3 separate regions of the Mus musculus genome follow, and all the other regions are linked to region 3. Evidence: chromatin contacts called from public HiChIP or PLAC-seq data. All regions are on one chromosome and are shown on one strand. Each heading gives the region's core, a stretch centred on a gene start, on an enhancer-like site or on the middle of the called end of the contact. The rest is flanking DNA. Distances are from core to core; before and after follow the strand shown.

What was found. HiChIP or PLAC-seq counts read pairs in DNA pulled down with a chosen protein or histone mark.
Region 1: an H3K27ac HiChIP or PLAC-seq map of microglia shows a contact between it and region 3, with 6 times the contacts expected there. The contact joins two enhancer-like sites. A contact is called at or near these places in 1 of 15 datasets of contacts at CTCF or cohesin (the NIH/3T3 cell line), 6 of 484 Hi-C or Micro-C datasets (the C2C12 cell line, embryonic stem cells and growing oocytes), 7 of 115 datasets of contacts at active chromatin or transcription factors (cardiomyocytes, craniofacial prominence, embryonic basal ganglia and 3 more) and 2 of 9 other capture datasets (adipose tissue and liver).
Region 2: a contact with region 3 is called in an H3K27ac HiChIP or PLAC-seq map of microglia, with 5 times the contacts expected there. The contact joins the promoter of Slc1a3 here to the enhancer-like site in region 3. A contact is called at or near these places in 8 of 39 promoter capture datasets (the 3T3-L1 cell line, 3T3-L1-derived adipocytes, cranial neural crest and 5 more), 1 of 15 datasets of contacts at CTCF or cohesin (the NIH/3T3 cell line), 2 of 484 Hi-C or Micro-C datasets (both in nephron progenitors) and 5 of 115 datasets of contacts at active chromatin or transcription factors (epiblast stem cells, microglia, neural progenitor cells and 2 more).

What each region holds. Positions count from the first base shown.
Region 1 is chr15:8,640,900-8,644,040 of GRCm38.p6, reverse strand. Slc1a3 (solute carrier family 1 (glial high affinity glutamate transporter), member 3) reads left to right here. Exons shown (of 10, transcript NM_148938.3): 7 at 908-1,141; 8 at 1,665-1,859. Among named protein-coding and RNA genes, the nearest start is that of Gm46508, 60 kb to the right of the region's middle. Within about 2 kb of position 1,605, at least 7 of the 459 cell types and tissues checked have an H3K27ac peak or open chromatin away from gene starts, as enhancers often do. A contact at or near this core is called in microglia, where this site is marked.
Region 2 is chr15:8,709,305-8,712,627 of GRCm38.p6, reverse strand. Slc1a3 (solute carrier family 1 (glial high affinity glutamate transporter), member 3) reads left to right here and starts at 1,821. Exons shown (of 10, transcript NM_148938.3): 1 at 1,821-2,289. It overlaps Gm31340 (a long non-coding RNA gene), which reads right to left and starts at 1,602. Exons shown (of 5, transcript XR_383822.2): 1 at 1,556-1,602.
Region 3 is chr15:8,844,722-8,848,033 of GRCm38.p6, reverse strand. All of the region lies in intron 4 of Gm31340 (a long non-coding RNA gene), which reads right to left. Among named protein-coding and RNA genes, the nearest start is that of Ranbp3l, 120 kb to the left of the region's middle. Within about 2 kb of position 1,808, at least 4 of the 459 cell types and tissues checked have an H3K27ac peak or open chromatin away from gene starts, as enhancers often do. A contact at or near this core is called in microglia, where this site is marked.

The DNA of each region.
Region 1 (3,141 bases), core at 356-2,855, 200 kb after region 3:
TATGGCATGCGGTACTAGTATTTAGTTTACATAGTAACATAAAATTTCCTGTGAAAGGAAATTTACTTAAGTATGAAAGGTTACTTGAAGAAAATTAATGAGTAATATTTTAGGTGGGACATAGCTATGGAAGAAAGCAATAAAAGTGGCCCTACAGCCGTGATTCTCAGCCTTCCTAACACTGTGACCCTTTAATACAGTTCTTCATGTTGTGGTGACCACCAATCATAATTTTTTTTGTTGTTGCTACTGTTATCTGTCGTAATGTAAGTATCTGTGCTTTCTGATAGTCCTAGGTGATCCGTGTGAAAGGGCTGTTTGACACTGTACAGGGGTCTGGACCCACAGGTTGAGACCCACTGCCCTAGAGTACTAGAATTAAGTGTACATCTAACACACTGGCATGGCATGGCATGGCATGCCATAGCATGTTGCCTGCTTTAGCTTGGGAAGCAGGCTGTGGCATGGACAACATTCTGAAAGGCGTGATATTGGTATAGTGGCTTGTTCCCGGTGCTTAGCAGGAGTCAAGAGGGAAGGGAACTGCAGGCGTCTGAAGACCCAAACAGGGATCTATGTCTAGGAAAGTGGAGGTGAGGACCCGAATTCTTCTCCTTCCTAAGGTCTGAGGCCAGTGGGGATAGGGTGGGGGTGTCCTAGAGCAATTCAGAGTGAGAGGAAGGCTAGATTTACAGATGCCTGGGAAATTTAGTATTTTAAATAGAAAAGAATGACATCGGTAGTTTCTACGCGTCTTAGCTTGGAAATCCCCTGTCTTTCCTTTTTTTTTTTTTTTTTTTTTTTTTTTTTGCTTTGTTTTATTCCTTTTTCTCTCCTACTTGGTAATTTACATGCAACAAGTTATAGGAAACCAAGCTTCCAATTGAGCATGTGTTGCTTGCCGCAGGTATGCGCCTCTGGGCATCCTCTTCTTGATCGCAGGGAAGATTGTTGAGATGGAAGACATGGGTGTGATTGGGGGACAGCTTGCCATGTACACCGTGACAGTCATTGTCGGCCTCCTCATTCACGCCGTCATCGTCCTGCCTCTCCTCTACTTCCTGGTAACCCGGAAGAACCCCTGGGTTTTCATTGGAGGGTTGCTGCAAGCGCTCATCACAGCCCTTGGGACCTCCTCAAGGTACGTGTGTATACACGCGGCTTTATTCCTCTAAGAAAGTGTGTCTAAACCTTTACCTTGGATCTGAGCCTTGGGGCAAGTAGAGTCATTGTGTTCTGGGTTTTAAATCTCAGGAATTGGCTTTTTCCACCTCTGATCCTGATCGTACCTCCTTGAGACCCGGAAAATGGCTATCTATAAGTCCTTTTAGGGGCAAAGGGAAAACCCTTTCCTAACCACAGACTTCCTGTTTTCCATTGACATCTGCCTGAGAAAAAGGGAGAAAAACAATGTGGGGCAGGCATCTATGGTATGGGAATCATCCCAAGTAATGCCTCAGAGGAATCCAGGCACAGACGAGTGCCCAAGTGCTCAAGTGCCCCTGTGAGGGCACCGCACTACCCCTAACCTCCTAGCACTGTAGACAATGCTGACCTAGTCAGGACATAAGAGGGGAAGGAACTGTCTGTGCCAAAGAGCAAAGACCAACCACAGAACTCCCGGGGGCACCCTCAGCTGACATGCCCTGTTTTGCTGCCCTCAGTTCTGCCACCCTACCCATCACTTTCAAGTGCCTGGAAGAGAACAATGGTGTGGACAAACGCATCACCAGATTTGTGCTCCCCGTGGGGGCCACCATTAACATGGATGGGACCGCCCTCTACGAGGCTTTGGCTGCCATTTTCATCGCTCAAGTGAACAACTTTGACCTGAACTTTGGACAGATTATAACAATAAGGTACAAGGGTGGGTTTCCATTCATCATTTCCTTCAGAATGGTTTTTAACAATGAGAGTGTGAGAGAGCTGGGTGAAGATATTGGTTGAGAAGGAATCACACATAAATAGGAGATTAGGGAGCCATTGTGTTCCTCCGCTTTTTAATTTCTGGTGTGAATATTCACTCAAATAATACAGAACTATATGACTTGGAAGGAACGAGTTGCCTGTTACCATATCACTCTAAATCTCTCTGTAGGTTACCATTGTCCACGACTGATTCCCAAAGACCTCTCCCAATGCAAGGATATGTGCACACTTCTTTTTAGTAATTAACCATACCACACACATCATGTGCTCCTTGATTGCGGCTTTGCTTATCAAATCAAAACTTACAAATACATCTAGCTCATTTCTAAAAATATCTACAAAATATATAGTACAGATAACTCCATTTTTAAAACATTAAGTTAGAGCTGGGCGTGGTGGTGCACGCCTTTAATCCCAGCACTCGGGAGGCAGAGGCAGGCGGATTTCTGAGTTTGAGGCCAGTCTGGTCTACAAAGTGAGTTCCAGGACAGCCAGGACTATACAGAGAAACCCTGTCTCGAAAAACCAAACCAAACCAAACCAAAACCATTAAGTTAGACTATAATTTTGAAAACTTTCAACTATGTTTGTAGGCAATATTGAAAAATGAAAATACACTTGAAAACTAGGTTAACTTATTCTCTTGGGTTAATTTTTAGGCAGTATAAGGTGAATAACAGATCATACAAGTGAGGCTAAGAACTCAATTTTATGGAGAATCATTTGACTGATACTTAAGATGTCCAGTGAAAAATAATTCCCCTATTTGTGCTTTTCTCAGATCTCCTGGTTTCATTCTGCACAGGCAGCTATCATTCCTGGCGGCTTTCCTTGTATTCTGCAAAAACAGTCCATGTGTGCATGCAGATCTAACCCTTTGCCCTTTCTTACTACTGGACTAGGCATGACGAGCCTGAGGACCAAGGCAATGAACAGTAGGCTTTAAAGACGCCCAATTCAGATCACCTGTGCTCTTCATTGCTGTGGGCTTGGTTTAGCTAATATTAACAATTTCAGACATCAGGCTTTTATTTTTGCAGCTCTTTACTAGGAAAGTTACCTTATCCTTAGAAACATTAAAACAATATTACAATATCCTCTACTGAGATCTAGAAATTAGTATTTTGCCATTTTTGTGGTCTCCCACTCTCTCTCCCTCCTTCTCTCTCTCCCTTCTTCTCTCTCTCCCTCCCTCCTTCTCTCTCCCCCTCC
Region 2 (3,323 bases), core at 572-3,071, 140 kb after region 3:
GGAGAAAACCCAGACAGGCTCTCCTCTGTGCTAACCAGAATGGTTTGTCGGCCCCCCTTCCCCTCCTTCTTTTTTGCTGGGTTTGGAAAGTGAGCAAGGTAAAGCAGAAATGTTATTGATTTGAGTGTCACTGAGACTCCACTTAAAAGTGTCCTGTTTCTCTTTCCAGTACCCTTAAAGTGCAAATCATATACAGGGGGAAAAAAAAACCAAATCATAGTCGTGACAAAGGCATGGCTCAGGTTGAGATGAGGGTCTATGCACATCTGAGGTAGCAACAGGGAACAAGGAGCTTCGGTTTATCACAGGAAGTGGTAAACAAGGGATCTGATCTGATCTCTTAGATTATATCTGCCGGTCTTCAGAGTTGCTTAATGCTCGCTGTTTATCAGGCCCAAGACAGACTCTTGCCCTCAAAGAACTTATCATTGAGTTGAGAAGCCCCGACTTGACCTGATCTGGGAATCAAGGGCACAGGGCCAAGGCAGCACATAATTAAGTGTTAAGCAATCGAATGCAGATGCTAAGGGATCTGAGGGACAAGAGGAAAGAAAAGATCACGGAGGGCTGAGGCTGACAAGAGACCGAAGATTCTCATTAAATTGTTAAAGTAGTGTTATGGTAGGAAGTTGTTACAATTGCTGCTAATTTGACAGGTCAGGCACTCTTACAACCAACCATTACTTTCCAACTAGCAGCTGTTCCAAAGCACATACATGAACAATTAAGTCTGGCAGGGAACTTTTTTTTTTTTTTTTAAAACATAGCTCCCTGGATTTGCTAATGAGGAACAAAATGACATATTTTGGTGTTTGGATGACAGACACGAAAACTGAGCAGACTTTGCGTGGGGATCTTAGGGAACCAGCAAATAGAATGTGGGCTGTGATCTTGGGTGTGTTTTCATGTTTCTAGTGAGCCGTTTTCCTTCACCTCAACAAGTTCTTAAAACTGAGGAGAGAGGGGTAAGTCACTCTCAACAACTCCTTTTTTAACTTGCAGGTTGTATATTTGTGCAGTCCGTTTTCCTTTTAAGAAAAATGGCAAAAAGCTAGGTATGGTGGCACACACCTTTAGTCCTAGCACTTGCAAGGCAGGGACAGGCAGGTGGATCTTTGAGTTCAAGGCCAATTCGGTCTGCAGAGTTGGTTCCAGGACAGCCAGAGCTACACAGAGAAATCCTGTCTTGAAAACCCAAAACCCAACTAACCAGCCAACTATACACCACACACACACACACACACACACACACACACACACAGGAAGGAAGAGAGAGAAAGAGAGAGAGAGAGAGAGAGAGAGAGAGAGAGAGAGAGAGAGAGAGAGAGAGATGGAGGAAGAGAACAGAAAAGGAGAGAGAGAAAGAACAAGAAAACAAAAACCAAGAGAACTTTCTAACTCCTGAAAACGGGGATGGGGGCACTCAGCATTCTTTAAACGGAAGCAATTGAATAGCTTACCTTTGGAAGTCATGAGTGTGCATCTGCACTCTTGGTCTTAAAACAGAGTTTACTTTCTAGTTTGGCAGCGATCCTGATTTTTTTGTGTTTCTTACCTTTTTCTGTCCGCAGAGCAGGCAGCCAGAGCCCAATCAGATTCCTTATATTGGAGTTTTAAACTGTAAAACAGGGGCATGTCTCACCTTGTGTTTTGAGTAACTTTATACAAGTTGAGAGGGCGGCAGTAAGCATTCTCCTCTCTATACTTAATTGTATTCAGGATCCTTCCAAGAAATTTCAGTTATGTCCCCAATGCTAAAGGGGTGGGGTGCTACAACAGTTGTGTGAGCAGGCAAAAGAACACCCTCTGACGTCCCCTGAAGGGGAGGCAACCTGAAATGAGGTAATTAAACGTGGCCTTGGAGAAGTCTCCCAGACGTTCTAATCCGGACTTCCAGCGTCCATGTGTGTGAGCGCTTTAGTTTTCGATTCTCTCAGGTCCTGATTTTGCGTTTCTAATATAAGTGAACTAACAAGGCGTGAACGTGGTCTACGGAGCAAAACAAAGCCATAAAGCGTGCTTCTGTGGTGCCAAGATTAATCAATATTCCGGGGAGCTCGGGCTCCCCCCTCCTCCTGCTGTTTTCATTTTCCCACTCCCCCTTTCCCCAGTACAGGCTCCTCCTCTTTTCTTAAGTTGCCTGATAGTAAGTGGCGGTTTCAGAGCACATGCATGTTGTCAGGGCCAGCCTGCTCCGCCGCTCGCTAAGCTGTTACTCCGAGCTACCTGCTGGGGAATTCACCTCCACGTAGCCCGGGGTGTCTTCCTCCCATCCCAGAGTCAGAAAAGGTAAGCGCAGCCTTCTGTAGCCCGCGGGGCTCAGTTTTGCGTCCCACTTTTCTGTTTGCTGAGCGCCGGAGTAAAGCTAGCCATATTGGTAGGTAAGGTCCTGTTCGGACCGAGAGCAGCCGGCGTGTGCTAACTATGCAAGCCCAGTCCTCTCTGGGTTTGAAATTCAGTCGATCGAGGTTGGGGGTGGGGGAGTAGACGGACGTTCGAGATCTAGAATAAAAATCAAGATTGAACGGGTGTACTTTAAGGGGAACTGGCGGGTTAAGGACATCAGAATTATTAGTTTAAAAAAAATCTGGACTCTCCTCTCTTTATCCCCCCTCTTTAAACTTTTAATCTAGTGTAAAGTATTAAATACACTGCAGGTCTTACTATCAATGATCTCAACCTACAATTTTATTTAAAAGTCAAAACTCTTAAGTCTTTTTTTTTCCAACCTTGGATTTACCGAAAGCCTGCGAGTTGCAGCTACCTCCCCCACAGATGCACACGCTGGCTCCGACTCTGCCAGATACACACGTCCACAGGCGCTGCTGATCATCGCCAAAGTCTAGGGCTTAGGATTCATGTACAGCGGCAGGAGGAAGCCCTTGATTGCCAGCAAGGAAAATGGTTAGGCGTTTGTATTTAAATAACCTAAGAGCACTTTAAAGAAACCAGAAACCACACGCTGTAATGTTTGGAATGAAAGCTGGCTTCTCTCCTCCTCTATCCCCAAAATCCTAAATTTCAAAATACGGAGACAGCAGTGAAGGTCTCCTCCTCGCATGGCTTGCGGGTTTGCCCTGAACACAGATGGTGCTTCATGCTCCTACCTTCTAATGATATGAAAATGGATTGTGATTTTAGATCATTTATAGATGTGCCCAGGGCAATATGCTAACTTCACAGGAAAGGTTTCCCTGTAAAAGCCTCAATTGCATTTCTACTGTCACCTGGGCACTTGTGTTCTTTTTATGGCCGTATTTACAAGTTAATTGGCTCATGTTTCTTTCTTTGTGAAGTCAATAAATGAAACCAAAGACTCACAC
Region 3 (3,312 bases), core at 559-3,058:
GTGCCATCTGCATCTTCCCTACAATCAACTGAAAAGCAAAGAAACTTCTTTTTAACCTAAGTTTATTTTTTACCAAGTCTCTCCTTTGACCAAGAAATGATAAGATCAGCCTACTTGACATTATTCCATGAAGCTCAGATCTTCAGCAATGCTCAAGTTCTTCTGAGTAGGAAGATGAAGAGGAAGCCAGCCTTTTATGTGTTGTCATGGTTAGGATGAGCTACTAAACACTTGATTTGATAAAGGCTCTGCACTACCATGTAACACTTTGCTAACCACATCTTTGAACAGTGTGATATATCAATAGGAAAATAAAGCGCACACCTTTAATCCCAGCACTCGGGAGGCAGAGGCAGGCGGATTTCTGAGTTCAAGGCCAGCCTGGTCTACAGAGTGAGTTCCAGGACAGCCAGGGCTACACAGAGAAACCCTGTCTTGAAAAACAAAAACAAAAACAAAAAAAAGAAAAGAAAAGAAAAAAAAGAAATGGTTACTTCAAGTACATAGAATACTTGACCTAGACATCATGAACGATGTGTAAACAGGCCTTATAAATAATCAATAAACAAGTATGATCATACAAGCTATACATTCTGGGCTGGTAAGATGGCTCAGCAGTTAAGAGCACTGACTACTCTCCCGAAGTTCATGATTCAAATCCCAGAAACCACATGTTGGCTCACAACCATCTGTAATGAGAAACAAACAAACAAACAAACAATCAAAAAAAAAAAACCCTACAGACAGGAGTGAGCAGAGGTGGAGGCAGATTGAGAGGGGGGCCAGATCAAGAAAGGGGCTGGAGTAAGAGGGGAGGGGACGAAGTGAGGGGGGGAGAGCAAATGGGGCCCAGAGCGAGTGGGTGGAGCAAGAGGGAGAAAAGAAAGGAGGCGGGGAAAAAAAAAAACCAAGCTATATGTTCTGTGAATATCAATAGGAAGCTGTATGTTGACTATTTACTTTCAAGTATAATTAAGTGTCCTGTACATAACTTGGAATGAAATTTCTTTGTGCACTTCACATTTTGAAATCTCAAGAGACTAAAACAGTGAGAATAAAAGAGAGAGAGACAGAGAGAGAAAGACAGAGAGAGACAGAGGGAGTGAGAGAAAGAGACAGAGAGAGACAGAGAGAGAGTGAGAGAGAGAGACAGAGAGACAGAGAGAGAGAGAAAGTGAGAGAGAGAGTGAGAGAGAGAGACAGAGAGACAGAGAGAGTGAGAGAGAGAGACAGAGAGAGACAGAGAGAGAGAGAGAGACAGAGAGAGAGAGAGAGAGAGAGAGCAGGACATTGTATTTACTCGTGGGCCTCTAAGGAAGAGCTAGCTAAGAGGAGAGGGGAGTGCTCTTAAATATTTGAAGCTTCCCCAAATGCTGAATCAGGAAACTGTAGTCAGCCCTGGAGCACCACCGTTCCATGGGGGGGGGGGGGGGGGAGGGACGGACGGGGACCTTGCAGTCTGAAAGAGGCCTCGTTTTGAAGTGCTAGGATCTGAAACAGAGAAGTATATTTTCCTCTGCTAGTATTCTTTATAACCTACTGAAGAGTTGAAGTTCTTTAACACTATCAAATACGCTTTTGATTGTATTTACTTACTGATCCAAGGAGTGTGCACGTGGCAGGGGCCGGATGTGCCACAGCACTCAAGTGTCAGTCAGAGGACAAGCTGGCAGAGTCGGTTCTTCCTTCCACCCACAGACTGAAATCAAGCTTGGTTGTCAAGCATGGCAGCAAATCCCTTTACTGGCTGAGCCATCTCAGGAGTCCTGGTTCTGAGATATCTTGTAACCCTCACCCCCTTCTTTACCCAGAGAGGATGCTAGTGTCCACCACAGATCAGCCTTCTCTCTCATCCTACACACCCAGAGCCTAAGTACCCTGAAGTTGAACTCACAGCGGTACCAGATGATCACTTAAGCAGTTTGCTGCTGTTTGCTCTGCCCCAGGAGGTCCTCCCACTGCTAGTCAGCACAACGAAGACCTGACTGCACAGGCCTCTTCTGACCTCCAGTCACCCACACCATTGTGGCCCATGGAGTCGCAACTGGAGGCCACCTAAATATAGATGCCTCTTTCTAAACTACTCTCCTTGTGGTGATGATGAGCCTTGGGCAAGTCTACAAATGAAGATGCATGAACCCTCTTGTCGTTTGAACCAGTTGTATGAGGTTTTAGGATTTAATTCAACCTGTTTGAGTTTCATGGTTGATGAGAATAATTTTCTTCTGGTTGATGAGAATAATTTTCTCCCTCGGTTTAGGTATTTTTTTAAAGAGCTTGCTACTTCTTAAAACGATTAAACCTGAAAAGGAATTTTAAAAAGCTTACAATGCCAAGTGCCAGCAGGGAGGCAGACAGGAGGATACCCGAGGCTGTACAAGATCACACAGCTCCCTTGGAAAGTGCTCAGGCCGTTCTCACAAAGTTAAACATGTGCTTCTCTTAACACCCAGTGATCTGCTCCTGATCTTTAGCCAAGAGAAATGAAAGCATTTTTCTACATAAGGACCCGAGCAAATGTGCTTACAGAAGCTCCATTCATAATCAGCAGAAACTGGAAAGAATGCAAATGTCCATCAGTGGAACAATGGATAGCCAAAACAGAGAAATAAAAAATATTTATAATATATTATATATGTAACATATTATATATGTAATATATGTATTATACAATATATAATGTATGTATTATGCTATGTATGTATGTAATATATGTGTGTAATAATATGTATAATTTAATAATACTGGAATAGAAAGGAATGACCAGTTGATACTTGGGATAACACAGGTGACTCTTAGAAGGATCATGCTAAGTTCAAGATGTCAAGCAAAAAAGATCTCCTCTGCCACCTGCTTCTGCTGCTGTGATGTGTTGCCCAGGGCATGGGGCCAAGCAACCATGTACCTTTTGAAGCCATGAACCAAAATGAACTGCCCCACCACTTTAAGTTACTCTCTCTGGTATTTTAATCAAAGGTATACACGGACAACTAATAGGGCCAATGCCTTGTTGCACCTGTATCTCAATTTAAATGGCCTTTCTTTCAGGCAGCCTTCTTTGCCAGCCACTTCACATGTCATAGCAAACACTCAAACTCTGTAGTCTTTGTCTTGGCTCCTCCTCTTCTCTCAGAAACTCTGGCCTCAACATCTGAATATTTCCTGATTTTTCTTATTTATTTATTTATTTATTTATTTATTTATTTATTTATTTTGCCTAGTACACTAGTGTCATCTCTATGGTCTTGTTCTGTTTTATTTTCTCTGATTTCTTCAACATGTTTAATATGATTGATATAACATGAAGAACAG